Linked DNA regions of Mus musculus: regions 1, 2 and 3 are each linked to region 4. A link is a contact called in public HiChIP or PLAC-seq and promoter capture Hi-C data. All regions are on one chromosome and are shown on one strand. The core of a region is the stretch at or near the end of the contact, and the rest is flanking DNA. Distances in the headings are between cores, read along the strand shown.

What was found. Promoter capture Hi-C pulls out the DNA fragments that hold promoters and counts their contacts. HiChIP or PLAC-seq counts read pairs in DNA pulled down with a chosen protein or histone mark.
Region 1: a promoter capture Hi-C map of hippocampal neurons shows a contact between it and region 4, with 6 times the contacts expected there. The contact joins the promoter of Aox3 here to the promoter of Mars2 in region 4. A contact is called at or near these places in 2 of 39 promoter capture datasets (the C10 cell line and hippocampal neurons).
Region 2: an H3K4me3 HiChIP or PLAC-seq map of embryonic forebrain shows a contact between it and region 4, with 9 times the contacts expected there. The contact joins the promoter of Aox4 here to the promoter of Mars2 in region 4. A contact is called at or near these places in 2 of 39 promoter capture datasets (hippocampal neurons and liver) and 2 of 115 datasets of contacts at active chromatin or transcription factors (astrocytes and embryonic forebrain).
Region 3: a contact with region 4 is called in a promoter capture Hi-C map of pre-B cells, with 6 times the contacts expected there. The contact joins the promoter of 1700066M21Rik here to the promoter of Mars2 in region 4. A contact is called at or near these places in 14 of 39 promoter capture datasets (the 3T3-L1 cell line, 3T3-L1-derived adipocytes, the C10 cell line and 9 more), 5 of 484 Hi-C or Micro-C datasets (B cells, the G1E-ER4 cell line, cerebral cortex and 1 more), 6 of 115 datasets of contacts at active chromatin or transcription factors (the 230-238 cell line, astrocytes, embryonic forebrain and 3 more) and 2 of 9 other capture datasets (adipose tissue and liver).

Annotation. Positions count from the first base shown.
Region 1 is chr1:58,111,753-58,114,986 of GRCm38.p6, reverse strand. It overlaps Aox3 (aldehyde oxidase 3), which reads right to left and starts at 1,851. Exons shown (of 35, transcript NM_023617.2): 1 at 1,675-1,851; 2 at 59-116. The coding sequence starts at 1,728.
Region 2 is chr1:58,208,692-58,211,991 of GRCm38.p6, reverse strand. It overlaps Aox4 (aldehyde oxidase 4), which reads right to left and starts at 1,595. Exons shown (of 35, transcript NM_023631.2): 1 at 1,364-1,595. The coding sequence starts at 1,417.
Region 3 is chr1:57,375,865-57,378,972 of GRCm38.p6, reverse strand. 1700066M21Rik (RIKEN cDNA 1700066M21 gene) reads right to left here and starts at 1,353. Exons shown (of 2, transcript NM_028546.1): 1 at 1,027-1,353. The coding sequence starts at 1,302. 4930558J18Rik (RIKEN cDNA 4930558J18 gene) reads left to right here and starts at 1,429. Exons shown (of 4, transcript NR_037999.1): 1 at 1,429-1,568.
Region 4 is chr1:55,235,649-55,238,592 of GRCm38.p6, reverse strand. It overlaps Mars2 (methionine-tRNA synthetase 2 (mitochondrial)), which reads right to left and starts at 1,416. Exons shown (of 1, transcript NM_175439.3): 1 at 1-1,416. The coding sequence starts at 1,353.

The DNA of each region.
Region 1 (3,234 bases), core at 602-3,101, 2.9 Mb before region 4:
CTCCTTAGTTCCCAGAGCTGCAAAGCTGGTTTGTTTTCTCAAACAAGCAAAAGGATACTGACTTTTCTCAAGTAGAACAATAAATTAACCTCAGGGTCTGCATTCCTCTCGGTGACCTGGAGAGAGGAAGTGACCGTATAAGTTGAGGAAGTTGCCGTGTTGGTTTCTGAATAGCAAGAAGGATTTAGAACATATTTGTTGACCTTGATTGCCTGACTTGATTAAACACCCATCCCTCTTTGCAATTATGAAATTATATAATGCTATATTGTACTTGGCTATACTTTGACAGGGAAATGTCTGGCTTTGTTTTAGAGGAGCAACAGAGATTTAACAAACCTTTGAATTCTAGCACAATATGGGTTCAAGAGACTAATAAAAAGTTGAAGAGCCATATACTTAAACAATTCGTGCATCCCTACCTTATAGTAGAAGACAGAGAATTAAACTAAGAGTTTTAATTCTTATCACTACCACCAAAATATTTTTGTTTTGTTTTGTTTTGTTTTTTGGTCTGTGTTCTCCATCCAGTTTTGAAAAGTTAAATAAACAGGAGCTCTGACAGCAGCAGACAAACAGCATTCCTTCAGCAGCCCTAGGAAAACACTCAGGAAAGCCCCACCTCTCCCTTTAGCATTAGTGTCTTAGACGAATGGTCACCTCCCCCAGGAAGGGATCACAGAGCAAAGAAAGGAACCCAGAGATGAAAGCCAAGTTCTCCCCAGTATTTGTTAGCCAAGAGATCTTGGCCACGTTGCACAATCACCCTGAGCCTTCACAGCACAGCATACAAAACACACACCTCACGCACACCCCACACAATACCACAAGCTCAGCTTAAACTCTGACTGCCCTTTTCCCTGTGCCAACAGTGCTGAGAACAGGCTGTGGACCTTCACATCATACACAATCGTCAAGAACGTCCAGCATATATGCAGACAGTACCGCAGTCATTTTAGGTCTTGTCTAGGTCTCAAGAGCTCAAGACAAAGAAGAAAAGGCTTCATTTCTTAAGTGAGACAAGACCCTTCATTTGTTTATTTGCTTGCTTACTTATTTACTTATGAGACAAGAGTCTCATTGCATAGCCCTTGATGTCCTGAAGCTCACTCTGAGACTAAGTTGGCCTCAACCCCCCTCCAATTCTGGCATTACAGGCATGAATCCAATCTTAAAGGAGTAAGGTGTTAACATGTAAATTAACAGTTCACCTGGCCTTCCAGTAGGTTTTTCTCTTCCATTCTTCCTGACCCAAGGGTTTAAAAGCATTTGTAAATAACCTAAAGACCTTGGACTCTGGATCTGTGCATACATGTGAAAGCAGAAGTTGGGTGGCACAGAAGTTTGAGTCAGAGCTGGAAGAGGTATTGAGGAAGAGTTAGAAGATTCTCTTGCAAGGAAGCCAGTGCCCAGTGCTTAGGTGCATTCAAATGAGACAAGGCTTGGTTTGGAGACACATAGCTGCACACTTTCTCCCTACTAGTCCCAAAACATTATAGATTCTCTCTCTCTTCCCCCCCTCCCTTGTTCCCCAAGAAGCATAGCAGATCGCTAGATCATTTGAGCAACAACTCCCCGACCCCACACAGCCCTTCATTTTGGCAATGCTAATGACAGATCGCTTCTACCAGAGTTTCTTATGTACATTTATTAATTACAGTGTAGAGAACTTACCTTTTTTCCATTCACAAAGAAAATAAGCTCATCTGACTCCTTAGAAGGAGACATTACTTGAGGATAGTCGTCCACACTCTGTGCAACTGTACCTAATGTGTCTAAGTCCACCTCTCAGATGAACTGCTGTGCTCTGCAGGAGACCGAATTGCCCTACAGGATTTAAATCTGCTCTGTGGCTTTGCCTGAGGACTCCTCCCACCCAGCCCTGCCCATCATCGCTCCCAACCTTCCTCCTGCTTCCAATTCCCTCTTTCCTTAAAACCTGGCCCAGCACCAGCTCCGGACTCACTTCTCCACGCCCCAGGCGCTAGCCACTAGAGGGCGTTTTCCAACAAGAAGGCGCTGTTATCGGTGACGTGGAAGGGATGCCGATGGGCTGCTCTTCACTGCTCTCAGATCTATGTCTTCACACTAAGTGTATTTGCTTGCTATTTTTGCCGTTAAACTATACAAAGAATGCTCTAAGAAATGATACAAGTATGAGAAGCAACAAAGTAGAATTTCTCTGTGCCAACATTTAGCAACCAGATTCACGCATGCTGTTGCAGGGTTAGATGGCATTTATGAACACACATAAATGCCCACATGGATTTTTGTTACTTTCTCAACAATATTTTTGTTAATTTCTAAAAGGTGAAATTAAACCATTCACATGATTTCAAAATTGTTTTCCTTTTTCTTTCTCCCAAGTTACTTTGGCTGTCTGTACCTCAGTGGATTTACCTAGGAGTTGGAAAAAACAAAACAAAACAAAACAACAACAACAACAACAAAAACATCTTCCTCAGGGGAAGATTGATGTGGGGATTAAAGGAGCCCATGCAGGGAAAGAGCTTAAAGCAGCAGCTGCACAGTAGAGGCACTGGGAATGTTACTACCAAACATGCCTGACAGTCATTTACATTGTGAATTGTTCTCAGATTTCCAGTTATAAATATTCTACAGGGCAGGAGAGGGCTCAGTAGATAAGAGCACTGGCTACTTTGTTGGGCAACACAGACTTTCTGTAACTCCAGCTCCAGGGGTATGAACATTTCTGCTCTCTCTGGGCATTGAGTGCCCAGGTGAGCACACAGACACAGACACAGAGACAGAGACAGAGACAGAGACAGAGACAGAGACAGAGACAGACACAGACACAGACACAGACACAGACACAGACACAGACACAGACACAGACACAGACACAGACACAGACACAGACACAGACACACACAGACACACACACACACACACAGAGAGAGAGAGAGAGAGAGAGTGTGTTAAAAATATGATGCAGTGGAAATTGAGCTCTATTTTTGCATATTTAGAGCCAACCTGTCCACCTACCCAGCTCCCTCATTCCTCTCTCTCCTTACTTTTATTTTAAGCAGGTTTTGTTTGTTTGCTTGTTTGCTTCTGGATTTTATTCTGCTAACTTTTATTTTAAAATTAGAATACAGAGTAAGAGGTTTCCTTACAGCATTTCATGCATATTTTGTTTTGGTTGAGCCCCACCCCTCGTTTGCATAACAGTTCGAAATCTCTCTCTCTCTCTCTCTCTCCCTCTCTCTCTCT
Region 2 (3,300 bases), core at 346-2,845, 3.0 Mb before region 4:
CCAACTACAACGCGATGGTGAGCAGTCAGCATTCCCAGCTGTGTGAAGAAGATCTCGGGAACTGTGTGGACAACAAATCTCTTCTTACTAAGCACACGAAGTGGGAGCGAGGCCATTACTAATCCCCAACACGCAAGTGCACACAGCCCCAGGAGACAACCCCAGGAGAGTAGCAAAGCTCAGGGGTCAGACTGTAGTAAGCACCTGATGCCAGATATGGCTAAGTCAGAGAAAAGCACCTGGCATTCCACCAGCTGTGGGGGATGCAGTCTGTGCTGGACTTCGGAAAACCACCAGGCAGGACCTATGGAATGGCCCTGCTGTGATCTCTCAGCCTCTCACCAGCTCCAACGACGAGGAATCAGACAGAAGGATATTCATGCTGTGTTTTCTGGTTTTTTTTTTTTGGGGGGGGAGAACTTGGGAGAATTGAAAGGTACCCGTGTCCCCATCACTAGGACAAGCCCATGAAAGACCAGCACACTCTGGAAAGCCATGCACTGATAAAGTAAATTTTTTTTCACAGAGGAGCGCCCCAAGACCAGCTCAGTGTCACAGAAACAAAGCAAACAAAAGGGGTCTGCACCTCATACCACTGTTCTCAAATTCAGAATCCAGATGTGCAGGCACACAAACACCACATATGTCTCAAGGAGACACCCGCATCTCTGAGTGGGTATGTGAAAAGTAGGTGGGAAGATATGGGTTTGAGAGGCACAAAAAAAGACAAAGAGCCCCAACAGAAGCCACACCTTGGGGAGTCCGTGGGGTGATGGGCCCTAGTGGACACTGTGCTTCAGTCAAACTGAGCCCCTGGGTCTAAACAAATGAGCCGGTCGTGGCACCACACCATCTTCAGGCTTGCCCCGCCCCCCTTGACATTTTTATAATTTGTCCTAGAAATAAGGAGGCAGTCCTGTTCTGCCTCCAGGGTGATGGTCTGGCTGAGGGGTTGCTATCAATTGAGAGTCATGTGTGGTTGTTTTCTTCCTGTCTCTCTCCTGTTAAAGGGGCATTGGCCAACTGAGGTGGGGCACATTTCCAGGTGGGGTGCATTTCCAACAGGCGCAGAAGGAACGACCTGTCAGCCGCTCACCCCTGCAGCGTGCTGCTGGCCTTGTCGGAATTCACGCTTGCACCGCGCAGCAAATACCAGGTTCTTTTTCTTACTGTTTCCGATGAGAGAACGAAAAGCAAGCAGACATCCCACATTTGCATATTTGATGCCAAAAAGGGAGTTAACAATCCATGTTTAAGATTGTGCCACTGCTAAAAACTAGGAGATGTACCTCAGTGAAGAACAGTAAGCCTGACTTTTGCCCTCTGTGAACAAAGAGCCAGGTTAGTCACATCAGAAACTTACCTTTTTTCCATTCACAAAAAAAATCAGCTCGTCAGACTCGGAGACGGAAGGCATGGTGTCAATGGGGAGCCAGAAGCACAAATTTGAAACAAATGCCCTACCGACAAGGGTATCTGCTCCTCTATCTCATATAGCAGCACTGTAACTTGGGCACCTGCAGTCCCGGGGAAGCCAAATCGGCGGCACAGCCCAACACTGGTGATTTATAGTCAGCCCTGCCTGCCTAGCCCACAAAGGCTTGGCAGCAGCTCCAGCTTCTCTTTCTGGCACGAGTGAGTCAAGAATTCACGTGACGTTTTGAAGTCTAAAACTGGTTTGTTCATGTTGGGTTTAGACTCCGGGGTTCAATTATGAAAATCGAGTTTCAGGTGGATGATTACGAGTTACACGAACAAAACGAACCCGCCTGTAAATCGGTACCTTGCTGTCCACACCAGCGCGAGTGATTCCTGTCTCCCGTTTTTCTTGTATTTAATTACAAGGGAAGAGTCTTTCGTGAATGTGATGAAAGACAGCAAATGCATGTTTATTTTTTTTTTATTAATTCATTTTATGTGGTTAACTCATTTATGCTATTAGTTCATTTTGTGTGGGTATTTTGTACGCATGCCTGTGTTCCACGGGTGTGGCTGGTATTCACGGAGGCCAGTGAGGGCGTTAGATTCCCTGGAGCTGCAGTTACAGATGGTTGTGAGCAAACATGTGGGTGCTGGGAATCAAACCTGGGTCCTCTGGAAGGGCAGCCAGAGCTCTTAACTGCTGTGCCATCTCTCCAGCCTCCTCAACTGTGTCTTTAAGGCTTGACTATAACAACCAGCATGCACACTCTCTCTTCTTCATCTTTTCTCTGCTTACTTGTCTAGAACTCCTCACATTTGAGGATTTTAAGATTCTCATGCTCAGCAATACCCTAGGTACAAATGTACTTGAAACCACAACTATTCACTCAGGTTTGCTGTGGGCTGGAGGCTGTTCTTATGGACTGGGAATTATGGAGCACCTCAGGAGAGCATCATAGTCACCATCATCACCACTACCATCATCATCAGCATCATTATCATCACCACCACTACCATCATGACAATCATCCTCACTACCACTACAACCACCACCATCACCACCACCACCATTACTTTATAAATAAGAAAAATGAGACATCAAGATTTTAAGTGACTTGCCCAAAGAGCAGGGTTGCCTTGGAGCCTACAACTTTTTTTCTGAGATATAGCAGAATCCTGGTGGGGAGTGAGGCCAAGGAACAGTTTTGCCAATTTCTGAGGACCTTGGAGCCATCAAGAGAGGTGTCATGAGGCTCCTAATAGGGAGGGAAGGCATTTGGATTAGAGCAGGGGTGATGGGCTGCATTTCAGGATGCCCAAGGCTGCTATTGAGTATGGTGGGAGCAGATGTCCCAATGGGTGTGATGTTGGCTTATGAGAGAGGGGAGCTGCGCTGCAGAGACCAGCAGCTGCCTAGTGAGATTTTCAAGTTCCATCTGCACAGGTTAAGTTTGAGATGCTAACACACAGTCACACAGTCACACAGTCACACAGACAGACAGACAGACAGACACACACACACAGAGCAAATAGGGCTGTGATGGCTGTTGGATATTCAAGGCTGCATTGTCTTCCTTTTGTCTTGAGCAGAGCAGGTGCTCAAGTCTGGGGCCAGTTTCCAATCCAGCCTCCTGTCACCAAGCTCATAGTTCCGACGTCACCATCTATCTGTCTTCACCTCTGCCTGCTGCCTCAGTGGTTCCTAGAGGCTTCTGCTCAGTGCTCCTTGCCTGTCCAGAGATTTGAAATGCAAGAAATGATGTCACCTCAGGAAATGGACAGTAGTGTGGTGGGTGGGGTAGGGAGACAACAACTAAGTAGTTTGTTTAGTTCTGAGGTTCTGAGGGCTGGACTATGTCTTGTCTGAGCAGTCACAAA
Region 3 (3,108 bases), core at 104-2,603, 2.1 Mb before region 4:
GGATGTTCTGTCTGGAACACTTTTACAGCAGAAAGTACTCAGCCACCATCACCACCACCACCACCACCACCACCACTGGAAGGCATGAAGTAGTTGGTCACAAGTCGCAGGAAGCAGAAGCAACACACTTGTTTTCAATCTGGGAATAAAGGCACCAAAATGAGATTTTCTTGAACCTAAATTTGGGTTTTTGCTAGTTTCCATTAGCAGTCAACTAGTCAAGTCAACTGATTTGAGAGAAAACAGCAAGAGAAAATAGATTTTTTGGTGTATCATTTTAAAGCACCAATTTCAAAACAATAACAGTTTTCTAGTATGAGGAAACCATCTAGCTATATTCTAACTTGAATATCTACCCTAGTGCTAACAACGCTCTGGGATAATTGATTTTCAATGTAAATGCCAACTGTATCTGCGCTGTCCAACGGGGTACAAGCAAGTCACCTGTGGTGACTCAACACTTGGCAATACAACTAGTGAGACAGAGAACGCTGCCTTTTCATTTTAACTTGTTCAGATACTCTCACGCGGCTAATGTATCCACTGCACGATGCAGTTTTACATTAAAACCCAGCTTCCAGGACAGCTTCAGCAAAGACGTATGTCTGCAGCTATAAAAACCAGTAACAGGAAGCACACAGATGAGTTGAATTCAAATGGGCCTCTCAGTATCATTAGCATTCTTGACGATTGCATCCCTTCCACTGCTGTGTTTTAGGGTTACTGGAAAGGTCACTTTAGCAACGGATGTATTTTATTTGGTCAGTCAGCGTTTTCTAAACAGTCCAGTGCCCAGCACACACACAGTCCTCTGAGAGCAGGCTGGAGCTGTGCGTGGCTGTCCCACTCCCTGTCGCGCCTCTCCTTCCACCCAGTGGCACCTGGACTGACAGCCGCTCTCTGGAGACCGTGGCCCTCCAAGGCCCCTTCCCCGGATGGGGCTCTGGCAGGAACGGGGGCGCGCCCCGCACCCCCATCGTATGAGAACCCGTGTGGGCGTGTCGGGGAGGCCTGGCCCCGCGTTACCTGCACGTCCCCAGGGAAGTAGAGGACGTGGTGCCGCTGCTCCGGGGAATCTCCTTCCCGGGATGTCAGCAGGAGCAGTTCGTTGCTGCGCTGCGGGTCGGAGCCCGGCACCGTGGAGCGCTGCAGACGGTGGCTGTCCTCCGGGGAGCCCCGCTCACCGCCGCCCGGGTTCATGGCTCGGGTCTGCAGGCGGGACGCGGAGTCTCCGGAAGCGAGCAGCGGCCGCAGCAGCAGCAGCACCAGCGCGGGGGACCGCAGACGCCGCGACCCCAGCATGGGCTCGAGCCGCCAGGGCCGCTCACCCGGCAGCGAGGGCGGGGCCTCGGCTGCCCAACGGCTTCGGTCGCCGTGACGTCAGCACGCCGCGTGCGTCCGGAGGGAGGGGGAGCGGAGGGCGCGGCTGGAGGAAGGACGTTTGTGGTTGGCGGACTCAGCCCCGGCCGGGAAGTTCGAACGGACGTGGAAGAGCCCGCAGGTTGGGCCCATGCACAGCAGCAGCTGCTCAGGGTCAGAGTTTCCTCGGGTTCTGTATAAAAGCTTTGGTAGGTTCATCCTCACGGTGAAGATGTGTCTTTGTTAATTTAGTCCAAGGTAAAGAAGAATGGTTCTGAAAGTCTTGTACTTGCTCAGAATGAAAAGAATCCCCTATGTCCCGAAGTTACCTAGTTAGGGAATTTCTGGCTCCACACCAAGTCTAGCACATTCCTAGTTGGTAGAGAGAGAGAGCTGGACACTTACCTTAGGGAAGATAGAGAAAAGGCCTACTTGTTCACACATTTACTGTAGGGGTGTTTACAGCTTATCGAATTTCCGATTTAGGGTTTTGAAACCACGTTGAAAAGTATAGGAAAGTCGTGGAAATAGCAACTTCTTACTTAAAGTTGTGTAGAAATAGGACTGGGCCAAATTTATGCTAAAGGTGGGAAAAGTGAATCTTGTTTTAACATTGTGTGTGCACATCGGACACGCACATGCATCTGTTTGCTGCTGTGGGCTTGAAGTGACTTTGGGTGTAAAGGAGATTCCTGGAAAGAAGTTGAAACTTGAAGTTTCTGCAGGAGTGATTAGCTGATTAGAACTTAAATGACTGGGGAGAAATTATGTTGTAAGTTCAAACCCTGATTAAAAATTATCTTGAGCTGTCTTTCGCTCTTTTAATTAATAGCCTTTCCTAGCTAACCTGTGTACCTAAACAGCCAGCATACTAGTGAGTATCAGATGAAACCTTTGAAATGTATTAGCTTAGCTTCCACCAGCCCAGAAGCTAAGACTTATATTAGAGGCCTATAGCAGAAATTTTCTGTCTGTTATCTTATTTTCAAAGTCTTAAATTATATAATATTTTCTATTTTGATACTGTAAAACTTGAGCTAACTGATATGTGGCTCATCTTTAAGGTGAGAGCAGTTTTTTTGTATCACAGTACATTCCTCACACTCCATCTTTTAAAATTTTTTATTGATTAGTTTATTGTTTGACAGCATCTTGCTGAACCTGAAGCTCATGGATTAGGCTAGACTGGGCTAGCCAAGAAGCCCCCAATGGTTTGCCTGTTTCTAACTTCCCAGCTACTGGGTTCTCTGTTTTGTGGATGCTGGGGATCCAATTCAGCCCCCATGCTTTGGGGAAAGAGGCAGGCACCTTACCAACTAGGTCATATCCCAAGCCTTATTCTAATTTTAAATTTCTTGTATTTGTTAACAAAGTATAATTGCTCTGTACATTTTCTTAGTGTCTTTATAGAGGTATGCTTTACCAATTACTTTGACAAAAACTGTTAGATTCTATCTGACATAATAAATGTAACTGAGGTGTTTTGATTGAAAATGGCCCCCACAGACCCATATTTGAATACTTAGTTCCCAGTTCATAGAACTGGTTGAGAAGGGCTCTGATGTATGGAGTTCTTGGAGGAAGTGTTTTTCTGGGGATGGTTTTGGGGATTTGAAAGCCCACACCATTCTAAGTTTGCCCACTACTCCTCCATCCTTGTAGGTCAAGATCTAAGCTCTTGGCTACTACATTAGCACCATGTCCTACACTAGCACCATGTCTGCCTGCTGCCATGCTCCCCACCATGAG
Region 4 (2,944 bases), core at 167-2,666:
TTTGGGTAAAGTGGCCACTGCAGTTACAAGCGCATAGTCTTCTGCCTGCACACGAACTGACGGCCCCGTTAACCCTGGCTCACTGGGGAAACAGGCAGCACAGAAAGATGGGTAGGTTCCAGAAGGATTTATTCTGTAGGCAGTGCACCGGTTTAAAAGCCCTCCTAAGGCATCTGCCAGCTCGGAGTCCAGCAATTTAACCACCTTTTCATCATAGTAATCGCAGTCCCAATTGGGAACGCCCTGCCGAAGGAGAAAGTAGCGAAAGCCATCCACAGTATAGCGATCAAGGCAAGTCCTGGGATCCACCACGTTGCCCAAGCTTTTGGACATTTTTTGGCCACTCACCGTCCAGTGCGAGTGGACATAGATGCGATGTGGTGGCCTCAATCCTGCCCCTAGGAGAAGGGCAGGCCAATAAATAGCATGAAATTTGAGAATGTCCTTACCTATGATATGAGAGGTGGCTGGCCACCAAGACTTGAAATCTGCATCTGGGTAGCCAACTACAGTGAGGTAGTTGACCAGGGCATCCAGCCACACGTAGATGGTCTGCGAGTCGTCCCCGGGAACTGGTATGCCCCAGTGCAGATGGCTACTCCTTCGAGAAACGGACAAGTCGGGCAGCTCCTCCTCCAGCCACTGAAGAACTGCCTGGTGGAACGGTTCCGGTGTGATTGCCTGAGGATTGTTTCCAAGCCACCGCTGGAGTGGTTCTCGAAACTGAGAAAGCTTGAAAATGTAATTTTCTTCCTTCGTCCAGGAGACAGGATGTCCGCTCTCGAGAGACACGGGACAGGGATCCCCGGACGGACCCACCTGCCGAGTAACCTTGGCCTCCGGCAAGAAGCACTCATCCGAGGCACAATACCACCCTTCATAGATCCCTTTGTAAAGCAGACCCCGGGCCTCCAGCACACCCCAGAAATGCTGCACCGCTACTCGGTGCCGAGCCTCCGTGGTGCGGATGAAGTCCGTGGAAGAGATGTCAGCCTCCCGGAAAAGCTGCAAAAACTGGGCAGACACTCGATCGCACAGCTCGATCGGGGCCAAGCCGGCGGTGGCTGCCGCCTGCTGGATCTTCAGGCCGTGCTCATCCGTGCCGGTGGAAAACCGCGTGGACGCAGAGCCGGGAACTCGGAGACGACGGTGGCGGCACAGGGCGTCGGCCAGTAGCGCCGAGTACAGGTGCCCGATGTGCGGCGCGGCGTTCACGTAGAAGATAGGTGTGGTGAAGTAGGCCCGCGCTTCCCCGGCGTCGCCACTAGCGCTCGGCGAGCACGAACCGTAGCGGCGACAGCCGCGGCCGAACCGGGTGCGCGTCAACACCCAGCGAGCACACTGCCGCAGCATGGTGACAGCCGGCCCCAGCACTGGAGGCGGTGTTCCCGAGCACGGGAAAGGGCGCGTGCGCAGCTGGACGGTACCGCCGCTTCCGGCGCGGAAGCCAATGAACGGCAAGCGTTGACTCCTGCGGCCCCGCCCGCAACTCCCCCGCCTCCACCGGTTTCCTGCAGCGCGCAGGGGCGGGTGGCCGGCGGGAGTTTTTGAGTAGTCGGCTAGTGGGTTCCGTGTCAGGGCAGTTGGGGAAAGAAGAGCGTATCCCGGGTGTTGTGCAGTTTTACTCTTTGAGATCTGTTCTGGATCTGAACTGAACTGATCGGTTCTGGACTGAACTTGTTGGCAAGATTTTTATATTGAGGTATTTTCCAAACTCATTAACTGTCAAAGCAGGGCACAAATCCGGCCTCTTGGTATCCTCTAGTCAACATAGAAAAACCATTTAAGGTTTGTCTCAGAATCTAAATAAATCTGAAAGAAAGGAAAATAATTTCACAAAGCGCTTTAAGGAACGATAAGCACTGGCAGAAAAGGAAATGACGTGTCTGAACATGTTGCTGAGCCTTAAGGATTGATTTGAGAACTCATCCAGGGACTGGAGTGCGGAGTCACAGGTGTGCAGATAAGGAAACATTAACTTTCAGCTTTATTGTACAAAACAAGTCACAATTTTCTCCTCTAATAGTCTTGAAATTCTTCCAAGACTGAGCTTTGAGAATGAAATCCTAATTTTTAGCAGGAGAGAATTTTAAAATCCCAAATTTTTATTATTAATCCTTGGCTCACTGCATATTTTCTCATCCACAACTGGCCTCCCCACCCCCATTTAATTTAAACAGTGTATATATGCACATACTAAAATGAGATTGGAACACCTATAAACCCTCACCCAACCTAAGTACTGTTAGTGATTCTCAAAGAATGGTCCCCAAAGCAGCATGAGACACACCAGGAACTTAGACATCTGAGGCCCATTCCCTACCTGCTGAGGCAGAAACTGGGATCTCAGACCAGCAATCTAAGCTTTACTTAGCTCACCAATGGACTGTGGTGCACATTAGTGTTTAAGTTAGAGATGAGCTGCAGTTGAGATCTGTGCGCTGTGTCCTTCCCTCTCTTCCAAGAGTAATAGTGCCCTGAGGGTTTGGTTTTTGTTTTTGGTTTGTTTGGGTTTTTTTTTGTTTTGTTGAGTTTTTTGTTTGTTTGTTTGTGTTTTATTTTTTTGGGTTTTTTTTGGGGTTTTTTTTTGTTTTGAGACAGGGTTTCTCTGTCTAGCCCTGGCTGTCCTGAAACTCACTGTGTAGACCAGGTTGGCCTTGAACTCAGAAATCTGCCTGCCTCTGCATCCCAGGTGCTGGGATTAAAGGCGTGCACCATCCACTGTGTTGCCTACTTGAACCGGGTACACCTGGAGAGAGAGAGAGAGAGAGAGAGAGAGAGAGAGAGAGAGAGAGAGAGAGAGAGAGAGAGAGAGAGGAGAGAGAGGAGAGAGAGAGAGAGGAGAGAGAGGAGAGAGAGGAGAGAGAGGAGAGAGAGGAGAGAGAGGAGAGAGAGGAGAGAGGAGAGAGAGAGAGGAGAGAGGAGAGAGAGAGAGAGAGAGAGA